Linked DNA regions of Mus musculus: region 1 is linked to region 2. The links are chromatin contacts, called in public Hi-C maps. All regions are on one chromosome and are shown on one strand. Each heading gives the region's core, a stretch centred on a gene start, on an enhancer-like site or on the middle of the called end of the contact. The rest is flanking DNA. Distances are from core to core; before and after follow the strand shown.

Region 1 (4,711 bases), core at 1,387-3,886, 250 kb after region 2:
CAATGCTGGGCCCTGAAGAGCAAGACTGTGTGGGGATTATCCGTGTACTCCGAGGTCGAGGCAGCTCGAAGCAGCTGCAGGAACAAATTGATTTCTACTTAGGTGCTCCGCGTGATGAGGGCTTTTGTCTTCCCACAAGATTTGCTCACTTACCTACACCAAGGAATAACCTGGCTTGAGCTGATATCACGGAGGCTGCGCAAACCCCCCAGCCCGTTCTCCCTGATCAACAGCTCTGTGAAACTGGCTGAGATACTTTGGGTTCGGGAAGCTGAGTAGGTGTGAGGTCCCATCAGGTTTATTTTTAAGAAAACACTTAGAGGTGATTTAGAATTCTGCTAGGGCGCTCAGCTCAGACACCCAGCTGGGTGCTGTGAGTTATTTCATCTCTCTGCACCCCAATTCCCTCACCCACAGCGTTCCTAGGTTTCCTGCGTTACCCCTTTGAACCTATATCAACGCAAAGGGCTCCCTTTCCTGTTTGTTTCTCTCGGAGGTACCTCCATTTTGACTATGCGCAGCTTTTATTTCTGAGTCATTTGTTATGAAAGTTTTCTTCAGTCTCAAGGAATACATCTTCTCTAAGTCTGAAATCAGTTACTCTCCTCTGTCAGTACTTCCTTTAAGAGGACCACACCATCATGATTGTAATTCAAAAGCCATCCACTCGGGTCTTTTCTCCCCGGTCCCAGAGCAGAAGGGAAAGCAGGCTGGATAACCAGACTGCAAAAGTCACCGACAGCAAACTTGTTTTAAAATGTTGTAATCTGGTTACCATTAAACATCATAAAAATGTTTATAGAACTCCATTCAACAGTTGGCACATTTAGGCTAAATTCAGAAATACAATGGGGAGTTAGGTAAATCGCAGAGCAGTGGTTCTCAACCTTCCTAATACTGAGACCCTTTAATATATACAGTTCCTCATGTTGTGGTGACCCCTCACCCATAAAATCATTTTCATTGCTACTTCATAACTGTAATTTTGCTACTGTTGTGAATCATAGTGTTAATATCTGGATAGTCGGAATATCTGATATGTATCTCATATGTAATCCCTTTAAAGTGTTGGTCCACGCTCCAGTTGAGAACCGTCGCTGTAGAGGGTTACGAAGAGCACAGAGCCTGAACCAGGAGGGGCCTTGGATCCTCAGTGTGGGACAGCCACGGCTACACAGGCAGGAAGGCTCTGTCTTCAGGTAGTTTCTGAGGTACAGGAGTCTTGGTCATAGACTCAGGGGTCCTGCCATGTCCTTTTATGAACTGCTCTCAGCTGAGCAACTAGGAGCTTCGTCTTTGCTTTCTCTTCCCTAGCAAGCCTGATTCTCTCAGATCTCCCAAGGGACCAGGGGAAGATCGATGAGGTAATGTCTCCTAAGGGGAGACCATTCCACAGACTCTTCTGGTAAATTACAAATTATAACCAGGTGGAGTCACATAGTCTATAGTGGAAATCCTGGAGGTACAAAGCGCTGAACGTAACGTGGGATGCACAATCCTCCTCCATCAGACTGCTCTGAGTACATTTGACACGGCAAGGTTCCCTCGCCTTCCTTACCATTTGTAACACATTCACCTTTGGCGGGTGGTGTGTATTTTGGGATTCGATGTGGAAAAAGCACAACTGGCCTTCTATGAGCCGAGGAATGGTGTTCCAAGGTAAGCCAGGATGTGCATGTATCAGGCAGACTCATTTCTTTGGCTCGGTGTTTGGCCAGATGATGTCAAACCTTCGTTTACTGTTAGTCTAGTGCCAGTTGGCAAGCCGTGTCTGTGCAAGTCATGGGATTTTGAGAATCAAAGGAAACAGTGTGAGCTATGAGATGAAAAACAGAGGAATGGGAGGGGGCTTCACTCGCCATAGTGACTGGCAGATCGGCTCACTCTCCAGCTTCAGCCCATCCTCTGCATGAAAGCCTTGTGAGGAGCCAGGGGGAGCTCTGCATAGTGGATGGTTTCAAAACATATCTTCCATGCCAGTACCGAACGAAAACAACAATCCATCCCATGCCCTGCCTCTTCTTTCTGAAGGGGCTACCCCTGAATCCGAGGTCTTATAAACTGCTGTTAAAAAGTGTCAGGCTGACCCTCTCCCCAACAAAAGAATATTGTTGCTGTTTTCTCATAATAAGCCTTCCTTTTGACAATTTAGGAAATGTAATAGAATTTATCATCCATTAGCCCCTATGTCCTAAGAGAGCAGATAATTTGGTAACAAAACTCTAATTTTGATGGCCTGCGCTCATGGATTTTGGCAGACAACGTTCTGGTGTCTTTCTTGTTAAGGCTTCCCCTCCCCCATCATCGAAATCATAATAGAAATTATATGGGATGTGACTGGTTCCTCGAGAAGGCAGCTGGAAGGTTGACCTCTTCCGTGAGCTTGCTGATGTTAATGGAATGACTCCCTAGGAGAAACAATGGCCGCCAAGTTGGCCACAGATCATACATTGCACCACTCTGGCTATTCAGAGTAAATCCAGGCCTATGCTGATAAAGACACTGTTGTGACAGAAGTCAACCATCTCTCTGCACATACCCAGGGTGGTCACTGGAGCTTCCCATAGCATACACTTCTTCTATGCAATGCGTATAGTTCTCAGCCAGAGACTGAATGGGCCCACGGGAGAATTAGAATCCTCACGGCAGGCAACAATAACCTAAACACAAGCGTTTCTTTCCAAATCATAGTAATTTGCAGCTAATTCCTAACTTCTCTTTCAAATTAGTGTACAATTGCTATGTTATTGAACTTGTGAGGCAGGGACATGGCTGAAAACGACTGCTACTTTTCACAGGTTAGAAAAGAACGGCAAGAAGTAGCCAGCTCTCCTCTAAAGCAATTAAATAAGCCGATGAAGGGGCCTCCTGGCAGGGACTCCCAGCTTTCCTACGCTGGCTCCTCCTTGTTCTTAGCTAACACTGAAGGTCCTTGACTCCTTTAAAGAGAATGTTCCTGGGGTACATATCTTTTCTCCCCGTGGTTTTAATTTATGTGGATATTTGTGTTTTTTTTATGCTTGCTTTTTTTTAAGGATTGCTAGTTCTTTGTTGCTGTGACAAACACCTGAGAAAACAACTAATAGGAAGAGCTGAATTCTAACCATCATTTTGGGGCTTGGGGTCGTGTTTGGATGGTTCCATTGCTGTCAGTCACAAGGGGAGGTGGAGCGTCATTCGTGCTTTCTGTGATGCAAACAGCTAATGCGTGAACACTCAGGACCTAGTCACTTCACAAAGCCCTTTCTCTGGTCATTGTTACATGGGGAAACAAGCTTAACAAAATCACTCTTTGGGGGAACATTTCAGATCCAAACTGTAAACTTTATTTTTAAGCCTCTGTTTCCCATCTCTCCTGCAGACAAACAAAAACTCAAAATCAGGTTCAGAAGTACCTACATGCACCCTTTGCTGTTTCCCCACGGGATTCTGTGCCCACCCATGTTCGTTCTGAGAAGTCTGTTCATTCATCTAATAGATGTCATGAGTATCTGCTATAGGTCAGACCCCAGCACACATGCTAAGGCCGTACAATGAATGAATAAAACAAGGGGTACATTTCTCTCTTTCACCTTATTGGGATAAAGAAAATGAGCAGATAGTTATGTTACTATTACATATTATATTACATAATTATTTAATGATACGTGTTAAGGAGCTAGAGAATGAAAACTTGAATTAACACCTGCGTGATATTTTGGACAGAAAATCCTCCTCCACAGTTGGTAGTATTTGAGCAGAGGTCAGGATGAGACCTTACTCGTGCAAGGATGCGGAGTGCTAGTCTTTGCATTTGGAAAATGTTGTAGACGTCTCCTCCTAGACGTTACTCATCTGGCAACTTTACCCTGAGTTATTTTGCTGTTCAGATTACTTAACATCGGTGCAGTCCAATCTATGAACTTTGGTTTTTGTGTATTTTTTAGTCTTGTTAGAAGTCATTATTCAAGATCTCAAGGATATGTTGGCCCATTTCTTCCTGTTAGCTTTTAACTCTTTGACTTTTTGGACTTAATTTCTCAGATGGAAGGCTGCCTGTGTCTGTGTAGTTTACTAACCAACCTTGTTGTGATACCAGTTCTCAGTGTGTCTTCACCAGTATCCACCCATCTTTCCATCCAGTTTCTTTTTGTCTCCTTGTGTCATCTGCCTATTTCTCTGCACCAGGCTTGCATTTCCCCTTGTACCGTGGCTTTTCATTGTCTGAAGGTTATGATCTGTTCACCTTTGTGCTCAGCCATGGCTAGCCTACTGTCTGACAGCCAAGGCATCGTTGTTTAATGTATTGTAGAGTATGCAGATAGGAGCTATGCTCCTCAGATAAAGATATGCACCTGGTTGTAAGAACCATAAACATTACTCACCGTACTGAATTTAGTTTTCCTTAGTTGGAAAGCTGACTGGTATCATATTATAATGCAAGCATAAGCGTCCATTTTAGCTTTAAATATACTTTTTGTGGTCACCTAAGTTGGAAGGTGTTACATGAGTGGCCGAGGATGGTATGGGAACTTAAAGTGGCCAGTCAGTTCCTTCTACAGCACACTTTGATTATCTTCAGTTTCTTTTTGTTTTAAGTTAAGCCTCATGACATGAAACTGAGACACTGATTATCAATAACTTTCACTTTTAATCAATTCAGTTCAAATGAGGCGAAAGTGAGTTCCAATTTTATTTTATAATTCTCAGTGTTGTGAGAACAAGATTCTTC
Region 2 (4,969 bases), core at 1,776-4,275:
TACAAGGATCTTACAAAGAGACAGAGAGACAGCTCAGCTTACAGTTACAGACAGAAACTCATTTACCCTGGCTAATCAGCTCACAAGCTTTATAAACAGTCCTAACTCCAACAGTATGGTCTGCTAACTCATCCTTCCCAATACAGCTCTAGTCCCAGTCGCTTCACCATTTCTCCTGCTACCACCTTGTCCCTGACATAGCAACGTCTCCTTTAACAACCTCCCAAAGGCTCCTTCTGCCTTCTCGCTAACAGCAGGAGAGTAGCCAGTGTCCCTTTGAAAGCATATGCCAGATGCGCCAGCTGATTTTCTGGAGTCCTTTCCCAGACACTCCTTCAAAACAACTCAGGGTCTGCACACTGGCCTGCCAGGCCCTTCCACCTGCCTCACACAGCCAACTCTCCCCTGTTCTCATTACACATTGTTCTTCTGCAGATCTGCAATGGCTGCAAACATCTTCCTGTGCATTTTTTCCCTCCTGGGAGACACTCTTAGCTTGCTTCCCCCATGTCCAGGGCTCCACCTGAGGGGCAGTCTCCCTGGGAGGCTTCGGTGCTAATGCACAGATTACTATACTCCTCACTTAAGTCCTTCCCCTCTCTTTTCTTCATACATCTGCTGCCACGGCACATATGAGATCCTTTATGCTCGTTTATTGTCATTCTTCCCCAGCTATAGTTGGAGTAACAAGAAATTCTGCAAGTTTGTTTCTTCTGCCTCACCCTTACAACAGGGCTCATTAAAAAAAAAGAAAAGAAACCAAAGAAAGATTTTTAGTATGAACAAGTGTCTGATATGTAGAAGTATTTAGTTAAAATATAATAGTGAAAATAGAGAACACATGCCATAAAGAGCCTTTATCGTTGAAAAACTAAGAAATCACGTCAAATGTAACCAAGTTGAAATCTTACAAGGCATCTCCAGTACTTTGACAAAATTGAGCATTTCACGTATGGCGAGAGCCTTAGGTCATATCAAATGGCATCCTTTATAAGAGTTTTTTTTTTTTTTTTTTATTCTAAACCAGCATGCTAATTTTTGACAGGGCTATCTCTGAAGGTGATTCCTAAATAATGAATTATTCGACCTTTTAACTATATCCCTACTGGCATACTCACGTGTGTCCATTAATCGAGTCTCTTTCTGCTCCATTCCTCTTTTCTGTAATTCTGCATTCATTCCCAAGATGTGACACTTGCATTTTAAAGACCCATCCAGAATGCACGTGCCCTACGGCCAAAGTTCACAAGTCCAAAGAGTATCACCAATGTCATTTGCATTCCTAATGGAGCCATGGCTAACGTCCTCTTTTGTGCTTTAAACAGAGAAAAGGATTGACTAGGAATGTAGGTTATGAAAACGTTGCTCAGTCATTCTATTTCTTGGTATTAAATATTCTAAAAAAAAAAAAAACAAAACCAAAGATACAAAAATACCTGAATCAGGAAACTGCGCAGACCTTGCTTATAGCTCCCATCAAGTACTTATCCTTTCTCTCTCTCTTCCTCACCACTCAATACAGAATCAAATAGGCAACTTAGAACGACTTTACTGTATTTTAAAGTTAGATTTTACTTTTAAGCCAACACTTAAAAGAACAAACAAGCAACTGACAGAATAGCCTTCTGTAGCTAGAGACGTTTACGGCAGGATTGTCACTAATTCCACAACAGTTAGGTGCTCAGACCAGAGCTGACACATAAGCGTCTCTATTAACGTATTTAACTCTTAATGCATCATTTCTTCACCCACAGAACATTAGTAACAATCATACTGATCCCCTGAGTGGGATGTAAGGATTATCAGCTTTCGTACATGTTCGCGCCTGAACATCTGATAAAATAGAAAGGGCACCATTTGTGCTTGCTGTAGCTACAATCCATTTCACAAAAGTCACCTCTTCTATCACCCAGGCGAACATTTCTACATGGAAATTAAACCTGCTGCAACTTTACCTGGGACTTTGATTTCGATTGTTTGTTTTCAGGGTTTTTTGGTTTGGTTTGGTTTTGGTTTGTCTGGTTTTTTTGTTTGTATAGGCTAAGAGAGAATAGATGGGACACAGAATGCCTGATTCATAAGAAGTCACATTTTCTTGTCCTTGTGTGTGTCATCAGCCATGGTATAGCGTTTGGGAGGAGCCTTGAATCCATTCCAGATGCTCAGGGACAGAATTCTAGGGCCATGCTCCAGGCAAGCCACTTCCGTCTGAAGACTAGATGTCAGGTGACGAGGACATGTAGTTGAGGCATGAAAGGGGCTAACACATCCAAGCAGTCCATAGCCTAAAACACTGGTGCGCACTCTGGCACTGTCTGCAAGGCTCAGCTCAGCTGACAGGCAACACACATGGCTCAGAGTCACACCACTGCTCTGTACCGCTCAAGAGTATGTAAGAAAACACTTCTTATTCACGGCACTGCCTAAAGAATAAACCAGGTCCCCTTACTGCTTTCTAATATCTAAGTATTGACCTGTCAGGCCACCAAGAGAGTGACAGTCCTGACCATACTGCATTGGGTCTGCTAATTGATTTTGCTGACAATCAGTCTGGATTACATCCCCCCCAAGAACACGGGCTTCTACTTAATGATGCTGTAAGCAACATCCCTCCAAATCTAGCCGCTCGGATCCAGAGTGTACAAGGGAGGAATGCACACCACGGGGCCCTGATCAACACTCATCTCCACGTATAAATATTTATTTAGTAAGCAGTTTTGTTGCTATTACTGTTTTCTTCTTTGAAACAGTGTCTATGCCAGGTTGGCCTCAAATTCAAGACCCACCTGCCCTAGCTTCCTGATTGCTAGGATTAATACAGATGTGCACAACTGTACACAGCTTATCAAGCAGCGATATGCTAGGCTCAGTCTGGGGCGTGGGAGTAAGCAGACCAACAGTAAACAATACAGACCCAGTAGGAGGACATTCAAGCCTGGAGAGGGACACTGGAAAGATGTTTTCAGGCCTCAGCACTAGAACCAGTGTCGTTGCTGCTGGGCTGTTGGGAGGGTTTTCCCTTGGGAACTACATACCTAGCAACATCTCTCTAGACACCTAGGCAAAGCCTCTGACTCCTCACCAGGAAGTGCAATGTGTCCCATTTCTAATCTTAACTTTATGCAGACAGACTTCATTTTATCTTCTAAAGTGAGATTTGTGGAGATTTTTACACACACACACACACACTCACTCATTCACTCACTCACGTACACATTCACACAATCTCAAGCACACATACATATATACACGTGGCCACACACACATATCCACACATATCTGCACATGCAACTCAGCCTCATATATACACATACATACCCACACATACACACATACTCTCTCACACATGCATACACATACTCTCTCTCATAATGCGCGCTCTCTGTGTGTGTGTCTCTCTCTCTGTGTCTCTCTCTGTCTCTGTCTCTGTCTCTGTCTCTCTCACTCACACACACACACACACACACACACACACACACTAAACAGTCCCTGGAACCACTCTTGGACCTCACGATTTGGAGGAAATGGGAAGTGTCGTATCTGAGCCCAGAGACGCTACTAAATTTAACTTGCCAAGCACTCGGCTGCCCCAACAACAAAGACTTACTGGATCTATGTCACGATGCCACTGCTGAGGTCCCTTGGCTCTGTGCTTGCTCTATTCTTGCTTATTTTCATCTATTTTTACATTATATTCCCCTACTAACTTATGTGTTGTAGTAGGTTACTTTATGAGAACAAGCTGGCTATAGTGACTCATGCTGTATGTAACCCCAGCACTCTGGAGGTAAAGGCAGAGTTGAAAGTGTAAGGCCAGCTGCCACTACATAGTGGGTGAGGCCAGCCGGTACTAAAAGACCTATCTGAAAAAAACTTTTGAGAACAAAAAGAAAATGGAAGAAAAAAAAATAAGAGTCAGTAAAACCCTTCATGTTTACAAGGTCTGGTAAGCCAGCAATTCCCCAAGCCCTAACTTACTCAAATGATTTAGCTGTTTATTGCGATCATTTTCTCAATAAATGGACTTATCTTCAAATAAGGCATCAATAGAATATATTTACACCGGAAAGTGTACTAGATAACAACATCATTTTCTATCTTTGATGTCTGTCAGGAGGAAAAAGTCCAGAAATTTGAGATTCACCTGCCTCATCTCCCAAATACCGGGATTACAGGCACACACCCCATGCCTGGCTTCTTTGATTTTGTAGTTAATTCCTGGGATCACAGACATAATCGGCAATATAAAATAAGTTTTAGAAATGTCCTAAACTGTGTTGGATCAAACTATAATGACATTCACCTGCGCTGAGCTGTACCCCAAGGTTCTCTGCTTGAGAACATTGGGTTTTCTTTCCTGAGTGGAATATGCAAATTACCACGTTGATAATGTTACTTCCCTCGCCTGTCAACTTCAAGAAGGTCAATTCCTTTGCTCATGAACATCTTCACAAACACATACTCGGCAAGAGATCATGGTCAGAGCCCAAGGAAGGGTGCCATGCCGTGGACACCGAATCACAGCCGAGTATGACGTGGACACTGAGCAGCAAGTTCAATCATTGAAAGATATGAAGACCAGAGCTAACGTTATTTGACAGCCTTGAAGCATGGCATTTACCCATACACCTTTCAGAATATTAATTGCTACTCAAAGTTTGGTTCGGGAGCAATGCCACTGGGGAAAACACAGGAAACATACAACTTGAGTTTGCATATATGGATCACCTGGTTTTTTTCCTGCTGTCTTAATATTCTGGATGTTTCCCTGACCTTTATTTAAGGATCTAATCTATGCCGGTGGTTGTTTACTTATCTGAAGTCGTTAAAGTCCCTTGACACCATCCTGTCCCCGACAGCAATATAACTAAAAAGTCTGACCCTGGTTAACAAGCAGGGAGAGAAAGCATTTCCCCTGGGTTATTTCCTGCAGTAGGAACCAGAATGGAAAAGTCTCACGTGTGTATCA

Evidence for each region. A called contact is a pair of places that touch in the nucleus more often than the background predicts.
Region 1: a Hi-C map of olfactory sensory neurons shows a contact between it and region 2, with 2.5 times the contacts expected there. The contact joins two enhancer-like sites. A contact is called at or near these places in 19 of 484 Hi-C or Micro-C datasets (the G1E-ER4 cell line, the HL-1 cell line, cerebral cortex and 7 more) and 1 of 9 other capture datasets (pancreatic islet).

The regions. Positions count from the first base shown.
Region 1 is chr13:103,421,810-103,426,520 of GRCm38.p6, forward strand. No RefSeq gene overlaps it. Among named protein-coding and RNA genes, the nearest start is that of Gm41079, 42 kb to the right of the region's middle. Within about 2 kb of position 2,637, at least 5 of the 459 cell types and tissues checked have an H3K27ac peak or open chromatin away from gene starts, as enhancers often do. A contact at or near this core is called in olfactory sensory neurons, where this site is marked.
Region 2 is chr13:103,175,831-103,180,799 of GRCm38.p6, forward strand. All of the region lies in intron 1 of Mast4 (microtubule associated serine/threonine kinase family member 4), which reads right to left. Among named protein-coding and RNA genes, the nearest start is that of Gm30050, 81 kb to the left of the region's middle. Within about 2 kb of position 3,026, at least 3 of the 459 cell types and tissues checked have an H3K27ac peak or open chromatin away from gene starts, as enhancers often do. A contact at or near this core is called in olfactory sensory neurons, where this site is marked.